2 separate regions of the Mus musculus genome follow, and region 1 is linked to region 2. A link is a contact called in public Hi-C data. All regions are on one chromosome and are shown on one strand. The core of a region is the stretch at or near the end of the contact, and the rest is flanking DNA. Distances in the headings are between cores, read along the strand shown.

The links. A called contact is a pair of places that touch in the nucleus more often than the background predicts.
Region 1: a Hi-C map of cerebellum shows a contact between it and region 2, with 3 times the contacts expected there. The contact joins two enhancer-like sites. A contact is called at or near these places in 5 of 484 Hi-C or Micro-C datasets (the C2C12 cell line, cerebellum, liver and 2 more) and 1 of 115 datasets of contacts at active chromatin or transcription factors (embryonic stem cells).

The regions. Positions count from the first base shown.
Region 1 is chr10:94,411,795-94,416,127 of GRCm38.p6, reverse strand. It overlaps Gm32827 (a long non-coding RNA gene), which reads left to right. Exons shown (of 4, transcript XR_871962.3): 4 at 1-1,179. It also overlaps a transcript of Tmcc3 not described here. Among named protein-coding and RNA genes, the nearest start is that of Gm32827, 12 kb to the left of the region's middle. Within about 2 kb of position 1,642, at least 65 of the 459 cell types and tissues checked have an H3K27ac peak or open chromatin away from gene starts, as enhancers often do. A contact at or near this core is called in cerebellum and muscle stem cells, where this site is marked.
Region 2 is chr10:93,942,280-93,946,866 of GRCm38.p6, reverse strand. No RefSeq gene overlaps it. Among named protein-coding and RNA genes, the nearest start is that of Mir331, 19 kb to the left of the region's middle. Within about 2 kb of position 1,331, at least 84 of the 459 cell types and tissues checked have an H3K27ac peak or open chromatin away from gene starts, as enhancers often do. A contact at or near this core is called in cerebellum and muscle stem cells, where this site is marked.

The sequences.
Region 1 (4,333 bases), core at 393-2,892, 470 kb before region 2:
GAGTTCCTTTCCCCAGCTGCAGTCCATGGCCGACAGCAACTTGATACAGCCATGTCTCTACACGCAGCAGACTTCACCCCACACTGCTCGTCTCCCTGAGCTCTCTCTGCCTCTAGGCATCAGAAGGCCCTCTTGCCTTCATCTGCAAGGCTGCTGGAGTGTACTCCCCTGCTTGACTGACTCCTACCTCTGGTACACATGTAACTATGACTTATGCCCAGAAGCCTGCCGTCTGTCTCAGGGCTCGTCGGGTTTCTTTTTCTTAGGATCTGTCTGTCGTCCATCCCACTGAAAGCTGGTTCCTTTTTTTTTTTTCTTTTTCTTTTCTTTTCTTTTTCTTAATTTTTTTTTTTTTTTTGGCCTAATGAATTTGGTGTTCCTTGAGCCTCAGTTTCTGCACCTGTAAAGGGGGAGAGTAGTAACACCCATCCATCCATTACTGCATGCCGCATGAAGTGGCTGTGCCACTTAATCTCATCAGTTTGGTTGGATTGAGCAGTGCCTACATTAATATGGTATATCTCTACGGGGGTGTTTCCAGCGAGCATTGATTAAGGCAGGGAGAGACATTCTGCGTGTACGTGACATCATCCCATAGGCAGGGATCTGTACCGAATACGGTACAGGAAGGTCAAGCCTACTAGCTCAGGCTTTCTCTTCCTTTCTGGTTCCCCTCTGCTGGGATGACTAACACTGTCCCAGCCACGATGCACTGAGGCCTCAGGAACCATAAGGCAAGATAAACCTTTCCTCCTTTAAGGTGATGTGCTCAGACATGTGTGTGTGTGTATGTGTGTGTGTGTGTACATGTACATTGATTGAACTTGTGTGTGTGCATGTGTACATACAGGTTCAGGTATGTGCATGTCCACATGGAGGCCACAGACAGACACTGAGTATCTTTCCTTTATTGTTATCCATACATCTTATCTATCTATCTATCTATCTATCTATCTATCTATCTATCTATCTACAGACAGAATGGCTCGCTGACCTGAGGCTTATCTGTTGGGCTAAGCAGGCTGCCCACTGTGATTCAGGGATCCACATGTCCCAAATGTCCCACACTGGAGTTACAGGTACATACTTGCAGCCGTGCCTGACAGTTTATGTGGCCTCTGGGGACCTGAACGCAGGCCTTCACGTCTGCACAGCATGCTTTCCTGACTCAGCCTTTTCCCCAGCACCTTGCTCGGGTGTTTTATCACAGCAATGAAAACCTGACTAACCTGTTAGCTTAATGAAGATTCTTGGCGCAGCATAAAAAGCTGTATTACTCTGTGTCTCCAAATTCTACGTAACAAAGGGCAATGCACACCATCATAGCCCTCTAAGGTTAATGGGCTCATACAAATAGCGGCAGCTAACGTGTGAATGATTACATCTATTTTGTGAGGCAGCTTCTATGCTTCATTTCATTTTGTCCCGTGGAAAGCAACTGGGAAAGATGTTGTATCATTCTTGTTTTCCAGAGACTCGGAGCATTCCCACAGTTTGCCCAAGGCTATCCTGCTTAGAGACATTCCTGTGAAAAGACTGTGGTAAATCACTAGGCAGAGCATCTCTCATCCCTGTGAGCTCATGAGCCCCCCTGCAGCCCATCTTCTCTGAACTCCTGTTCTAGACCTTGTATCTAGGAAAAATGAATTGTGCAGAGACAGGCTGAGATTTATATCCCCCACAGGGCTGAGAGTTTACCAGAGTAAACTGTGTCAGCAAGAATTCTGGAGGAATCCTTGCAGGCTGGGAACAGGTTGTAAATCTTCAAGGTCCCACTAGACATTGTTTCCTTGGCAACTCAAGTCACCAGGCTGATTGAAGACTCTTGGCCCAAGTGAGATGCACATGGCATAAATACTGCACTCTGATAAATCCAGAGCTGAGAAAAGCTGAGGGAGACTGCCAGACCTCAGCCACCAGCAGCAATGGGCAGCCCCTGGCACAGTCTGTGAGGGTGGCCCCCTCCTGAGCTACACCCCAAGCTAGAGACAAAACAGCTGAACAGATGCCCAAAGGAAGCCAAGTGAGAGTAAAGGTTAGAGAGAACTGGGCTTTGGCCTGACCTGATCTCAGGATGGCTGTGAAAACAGGGAGGGGTAACTGTGGGGCTATTCAGGATGTTTCTCACCGAGCAGTGTTAGAGATGACAGGGACTCGGAAAACTACCCCTCTGCAGAAACAAATCTTGGGATCAGGCCACAAACCGAATAAGCAATGAAGATGTGCATAGAGAACCAAGAGCCAGCCGGCATGCTCACTGTTGCACTGTGTGGGCAAAGCCCGAGACCACCTGGGAGTGGAGGAGACCAGCCAAAGCAGTTTCCACGACGAAAGCTCCCAAACAAAGGCTGGGAGTGTGGTGCGTCCAGAGAAGAAGTCTGCTGAGTAGTTTGAGCTGTAGCAGTCTCTACACAATGACTGAAATGAGCTGCCCTCCAGAGCCACCAAACACAGCTGCAGAAACTGGTGGAGGTCAGGGACTGGGAGATGCAAAAGAACTCTCCACCTCTGACACCATCCAACTTAAAACAGAGCTTTCAAGGGGCTAAGGGATGGTGCCAAGCTGCTTCTAAATGTTCAGGAGGCGGCCCCCCTCCACCCCTCAGGAAACAAAGTTTATTTTGCTTTAAACGAAAGACAAGAGGATTGATTCTCTTTCAAACACATTATTGGTGATCCATAAAATAAATGTCACACACACCCCCCACAAGGCAAATCTCCCTCTCTGACTCCCTCACCCTTTCCCTTCCCCAACTCTCCCTCTCCCTCTCCCTCTCTCCCTCTCCCCCTCCCTCTCTCCCTCTCCCTCTCCTTCTCCCTCTCCCTCTCTCCCCCTCCCCCTCCCCCTCCCCCTCTCCCTCTCTGTGTCTCATATATACACATACACAAGCACACACACCACAAAGACAGACAGACAGACAGAGAGAGAGAGAAGGATTTTACATGCACTAGCACATCTTCCTGATGACACAGTATCAGGTCTTCTTACATTCCCAGTCTCCGTTGGAAATTTCAGGCAAGAGATAATATCAGAAGAATTTTCTCAAAAATTTTGAGTGACTTTGGACACCTATCTCCTTTTTTATAGGTCAATAGAAACAAGAGAAATGTTGGACTAGGGGGACATCATCAAGAGGGCTCTACAAGATAGCCGAGAGAGAGAGAGAGAGAGAGAGAGAGAGAGAGAGAGAGAGAGAGAGAAGGAGGGAGGGAGAGAGAGAGGGAAGGAGGGAGGGAGGGAGGGAGAGAGAGCGAGCTGGCTTCGGGACACTTTTCACATAGACTCATAGGGTCCACAGAGCAGCCTGCCTTTGTGATCTGGATCTGGTTTATAACTGACCTAGACATTGAATTCTATTTGAGTCTCACTCTACGTCCATCTAAACCCAAAGCAACAGGCCTTTCGCTCATGCAGAGAAATGCAGACATACCCTGAACTGCCTGGTCCATGCTTTCTCTATGCAGCTACAATTTTAGACATGGAGAAGAATTTTCCTGAAGATGAGATGGCTTCTTGAGAGTTCCAGTTGTCTTTCCTTGAACAAGAGAAGGGACTCCAAGCTTCTTCTCTAAGATCTAATTCTCCTGTTGCAAAGTGCAAAGGCTGTGGAGGGGCGCAGGGGGAAAGGGAGCCTACATGGTTTATAACCAGAAAGACCTGGGTCCAAAGTCAGGCAACACTGTTTTGTAGTTGGTCATCCTGGGGAGTAGTCTGGACCCTGGAGAAAAACAGTAGTTTCCTCACAGGGTTTTGATGAGGCTTAATGGCATGTAAAACCTCCAGCACGTAGGCTCTCAGGAAATGGCAGCTATTTCAGTTCCTGCTGTGAGATTCAGGCCTGTGATGGGGTCTGGCTTTTCCTTTCCTTTCACCAGATTGCCTGGCTCAGCAAATGTGGGGATACTGACTTCGGGAGCAATGAGTAGTGGGAGCACCCAGTGGTGGGAGCACCGAGTGGTGGGAGCACTCAGTAGTGGATGATGAACACACAGAGCAGACCAGGCTGCCTCATCTAACAGCTTCCTGAACTTGTCTTGTTTGCAGGAGCCACAGAGATCCTAACATCTGTGAAACCTAGCCTAGTCACCATCTAGAAGATGGTGACTCTCTGCCACTTGAGTGCGGATGAGGGCCTGACACCGTGGGAGAGGCCCTGAAAGCGACCCCTCTGACAAGATTAAGCAGAAAAGACACCCACAGGCAACAGCAGGGTCTATTGCAGGTGTGTGGGCAACCCAACATGTTTTTCGAGGGCCGAACCTCCCACCTATTCAAGTGACAAATATTTACTCAGTACACACCACATGCCAGGTACCTCACTAGGTGCTAAGA
Region 2 (4,587 bases), core at 82-2,581:
TCCCAAGTTGGGCCAGTCACTGCTCGGCCATTCATTCAGTCTGTGCTCCAGTTTGTCCCTGCATTTCTTTCAGACAGGAACAGTTTGGGGTGGAAATATTTGAAGGTGGATTGGTATCCCTATCCCTCCACTGGGGGCCCTATCTAACTCTTGGAGGTGGTCTCTTCAGGTTCCACATCCCCACTGTTGGGCATTTTGGCTAAGGTCATCCACATTGAGTCCTGGGAGCCTCCCCCATCCCAGGCCTCTGGGACATGCCTGCCCGCCAGCTATTTGATATTGTTGCTGTAACATGCCTGCCAGTCATTGACACAGAAAAATAATTTGACTCAGAGCAGGATCATGCTGACCACATACCCTGTTATGTTCTGTATGTTATAGGGCTTGTTAGTCTTTAATAATTCCACAACTATAAGCCTCTCATAGGGCCCATCAAATTAAAGGTCAATATGAACTGTTATGTCTAAAACGGCTTGAGTCAGGGCTAACCACTACGCGGTACTACCAGCACCTGTGTATAAGCTCATTGTGGGTTTTGTGGTTTTAGCCTTTTATAAGCTGAGCTTGAGAAATGTCCAGCACACAGCTTTTAGCTCTCGAGCCTGAACTGTTGCTCTGGTCAATCAGCCTTTACATGGGTGTTCAATAAACCATCCCTGTCTGACTGAGATCAGTGTTCGTGTGGCTTGTGGGGCCACTTCCTGGTAGCCCAGTAGTTTCCACAAGTCACACTGAGTCAGAAGTTTCTATTTGCCTCACTTCTGTCTTTCCCGCTTGAAGACAGGGATCAATAGAACAAACAGACCAGTGTAAACCTGTGACCTGGAGGTTTGGCAATAACATTCCCTAGTGACAGTCATGTTCCTCCTGGGAGCCCTGGGGTGACAAATGGTATTGTAGCAGATGCATACGTGCCTGGAGAATAAATCCTCCCTCACCAAGACGGGCAGCTGACGTGGACTGTCAGCTCAGTGTCCACAGTGAGCTCTGCAAACTTCCTGCCTTCATTAAACTATTAGAAAAGTGTAGGTTCATTTACTGTGACGATCTTATCTATCTTCAAAGAAATTGAATCTTAATGGGATAACAGATGATTCCTCCCACACACACACACACACACACACATTTTCCACTGAAAGTTACAACATAAATCCATTCGGCCTCATTCTAAGAGCCGACATGAAGCTGTGCCTATCCAGCTGACCCTCCAAACACCATCTGCCTGCAGTCTTCCCTTTTTAGGGGCCTGGAGTTTTCTGGCTCAAGGACAAGACACGTTTATTTCCAATGGATCAACACTGTCACCCAGTGGACAGAGAGACAGTTCAGCAGGCTGAAGTGTAAACCTTCTCTCGGCTTGACAGCCAGGGTTTAAATAGGAACCTGGTTGTTTCAGAGGGTCAGGAGTGGGTGAGTTGTCCACTTTCCCCCTGTCAGGAACTAAACTAACTTCATTCAGCTGAGAAGCCTTGGATCTAGATGTCAGGTGAGTACAACTTAACCAGGATGTGTGTTTCCTCTCAACCATCTCCTCTGCCAAGATTCCCAGGGTCTAATAGGCTGACAGGAGCTGGGTGATCATTAGTGAATCACTCCTCAAGTAAAATAGCCTAGTGAAGTAAACTGTGAACTTTGAAAGCAGCCGGAGTTCAAACCTGGGTTCCACTACTTGCCTGTGTGGCCTCAGGCAAATTACTCTGCTTCTCTTACTTACAAAAAGGGGATTGACTGATTAATACACATTTTCATAGTTTTACCTAAGGGAATACTATATATTACTTTACTTGTGTAATGTAAGAAATGAAACAAATATCCTATTTTGTTTGTTTGTTTCTTTTAAGGGATACGGAACTCATAAAATGACTAGAAATGTCCAGCAAGGAAACCGCGCTTGCTTCAGCTCCTGACCCATCGTGGGCATCTATTAGTCCCACAGTTTGGCCTATCTGTCACTGTATGTTAGCTTTGCCCTCTCTAGAAACTTGGATGAGGCTATTTTACTTACGGAGTGGTTCTACTTGGTTGGAAATGGCTATTTCCTCGCTAGCTTATGTGCATGCACTTCTTAAAAGTGAGACCTGACCTGCGTCACTCCAGTAATGTCCGTGCCGACTCCTAAGGTGGGCTGTGCAGTCTTGAGTTTTGCTCTGTATGAGTAGGCAAAGGGAAGGAGAAGCCCAGGCAGATGCAAATCGTTCTGGTGTGTGAAGGGGGGGGGGGGGGAGCGACCAGGAAATCCTTGTGGGAAGTCAAGCTTTCTAGCTTCTCATTCATTCAAAGACATGGTATTTTTCCCTACTAGGTTTCAGACAGGGCCACCAGACCCATAAACAAACGATGACACACTCCCAGGAAGCTATTTAGGGCTCCCCGAGGGCAGCGCCCTAAAGACAACTCACCAGGAGCAGCTGGTGCTTTGCCAGACTCCAGGCCTTTGGCGTTTGCAGGCTTAGTCTGATGAAGGGCAAGCCTTTCAAGCTCTGATTCACCCCTCAGCATAGTTCTGGGGTTAGCGTGGGAGCCAAGCAGTGGGAACTTCCACTGGATCCAAAGGGAAGGTCTTAGAGCAGCAGTTCTCAGTCTGTGTGTCACAACCCCTTCAGGAACTGCATATGAGATACTAACATTACAATTCATAACAGTAAGACAATTACAGTTATGAAGTAGTAATGAAATGATTCTTATGGGGGGTGGAGCACCACACCATGAGGAACTGTATTAAAGGGTTGCAGCATTAAAAGGGTTAAGAACCACTGCTGTAGAGGCTAAGTAGGAGAACGGCACGGTCATGTCCGTGTGTTTAAAGAACACGTAACTGTGGTCTTTTCCACCCATGTCCCAGTTCCTGAATAAGAACTTGCAGGCTTACCCTATGGGTGGAGCAACATTATGAACTAGCCAGTGCCCCGGAGCTCTTGACTCTGGCTGCATATATATCAAAGGATGGCCTGGTCGGCCATCACTGGAAGGGGAGGCCCATTGGACTTGCGGGCTTTGTGTGCCCCAGTGCAGGGGAACACCAGGGCCAAGGGGGGGGGAGTGGGTGGGCAGGGGAGTGGGGGTGGGTGGATATGGGGGACTTTTGGTATAGCATTGGAAGTGTAAATGAGCTAAATACCTGATAAAAAATGGGAAAAAAAAAGAACTTGCAGGCTTATTATTTATTAATAAAGACCTAGGCCTTAAGCTAGGCTTGTTCCCCGACTAGCTCGCAACTCAATCATCCTATTATTCTATGTCTGCCAAATGGCTGGTTACCTCTCCTCAGTTCATAAGACCGACTTCCTCCGAGCCCGAGTGGCAAATCCTCCCACATGACTATTTCCCAGAATTAGTCTCTCCCCCCCCCGCCCCCGCCAGATGTCCCACGTTCTAATCCTGCCTCAAAACTAATTGGCTAGCAATTTTTTTATTGACAAATGGTGTTTTTACAAATGCATAAGAGATTATCCCTACAAGAACACCCTGTAATGGGAACAAAACACCCATGGAAGGAGTTACAGAGACAAAATTTGAAGCTGTGACGAAAGGATGGACCATCTAGTGATTGCCATATCCAGGGATCCATCCCATAATCAACTTCCAAATGCTAACACCATTGCATACACTAGCAAGATTTTGCTGAAAGGACCCAGATATAGCTCTCTCTTGTGAGACTATGCCGGGGCCTAGCAAACACAGAAGTGGATGATCACAGTCAGCTATTGGATGGGTCACACGGCCCCCAATGGAGGAGCTAGAGAAATTACCCAAGGAGCTAAAGGGAACTGCAACCCTATAGGTGGAACAACAATATGAACTAACCAGTACCCCGGAGCTCTTGTCTCTAGCTGCATATGTATCAAAAGATGGCCTAGTCGGCCATCACTGCAAAGAGAGGCCCATTGGACTTGCAAACTTTATATGCCCCAGTACAGGGGAACGCCAGGGCCAAAAAGGGGGAGTGGGTGGGTAGGGGATTGGGGGGGTGGGTATGGGGGACCTTTGGGATAGCATTGAAAATGTAAACGAGGAAAATACCTAATTAAAAAAAAAGAAAGATATAAAAAAAATAAATAAGTAGGAAATATTGGAGGGACCAAGACCAGAAGCAATAAAACCAGATAGAGATGACGTGGGAGACAACAAAGGCCCCCATATGAGCAGAAGCGATTGAATGTTTGCCGGGGAGGAAGTCAGAGTGATAAAGACATTGAGAAAATCCTAAGGCTTTGCACACAGCTACTGAGTTCAACTGGTAGAGCCGCTCAGAGCAGAAGAGGCTTTCAGGATCCACATCGGACTCAGTTGAAAAGAAAAATGTATTAGTGGTGCCTGCCATAGGCACAGCACTAGAGAATATTGGAAGATGGGTAGCTTTCACTGCTCATATTCTATGGTAGAGGGAGTTATACTTTGTGTTTTTTTAGAGTATTCAACCATCTAAAACAGACAAAGCTAATTTATGCATGCAAAGGAAACAGAATATGATTTCCTGGGCTTGACTAGTTTAATAGATTGTTTACTGAGAAGGGAGGGGAGAGAAGGAGGTTTTTTTTTTTTCCAGGCCTGGAAATCATCTATATCTTCATCTGGGTGATAATATAC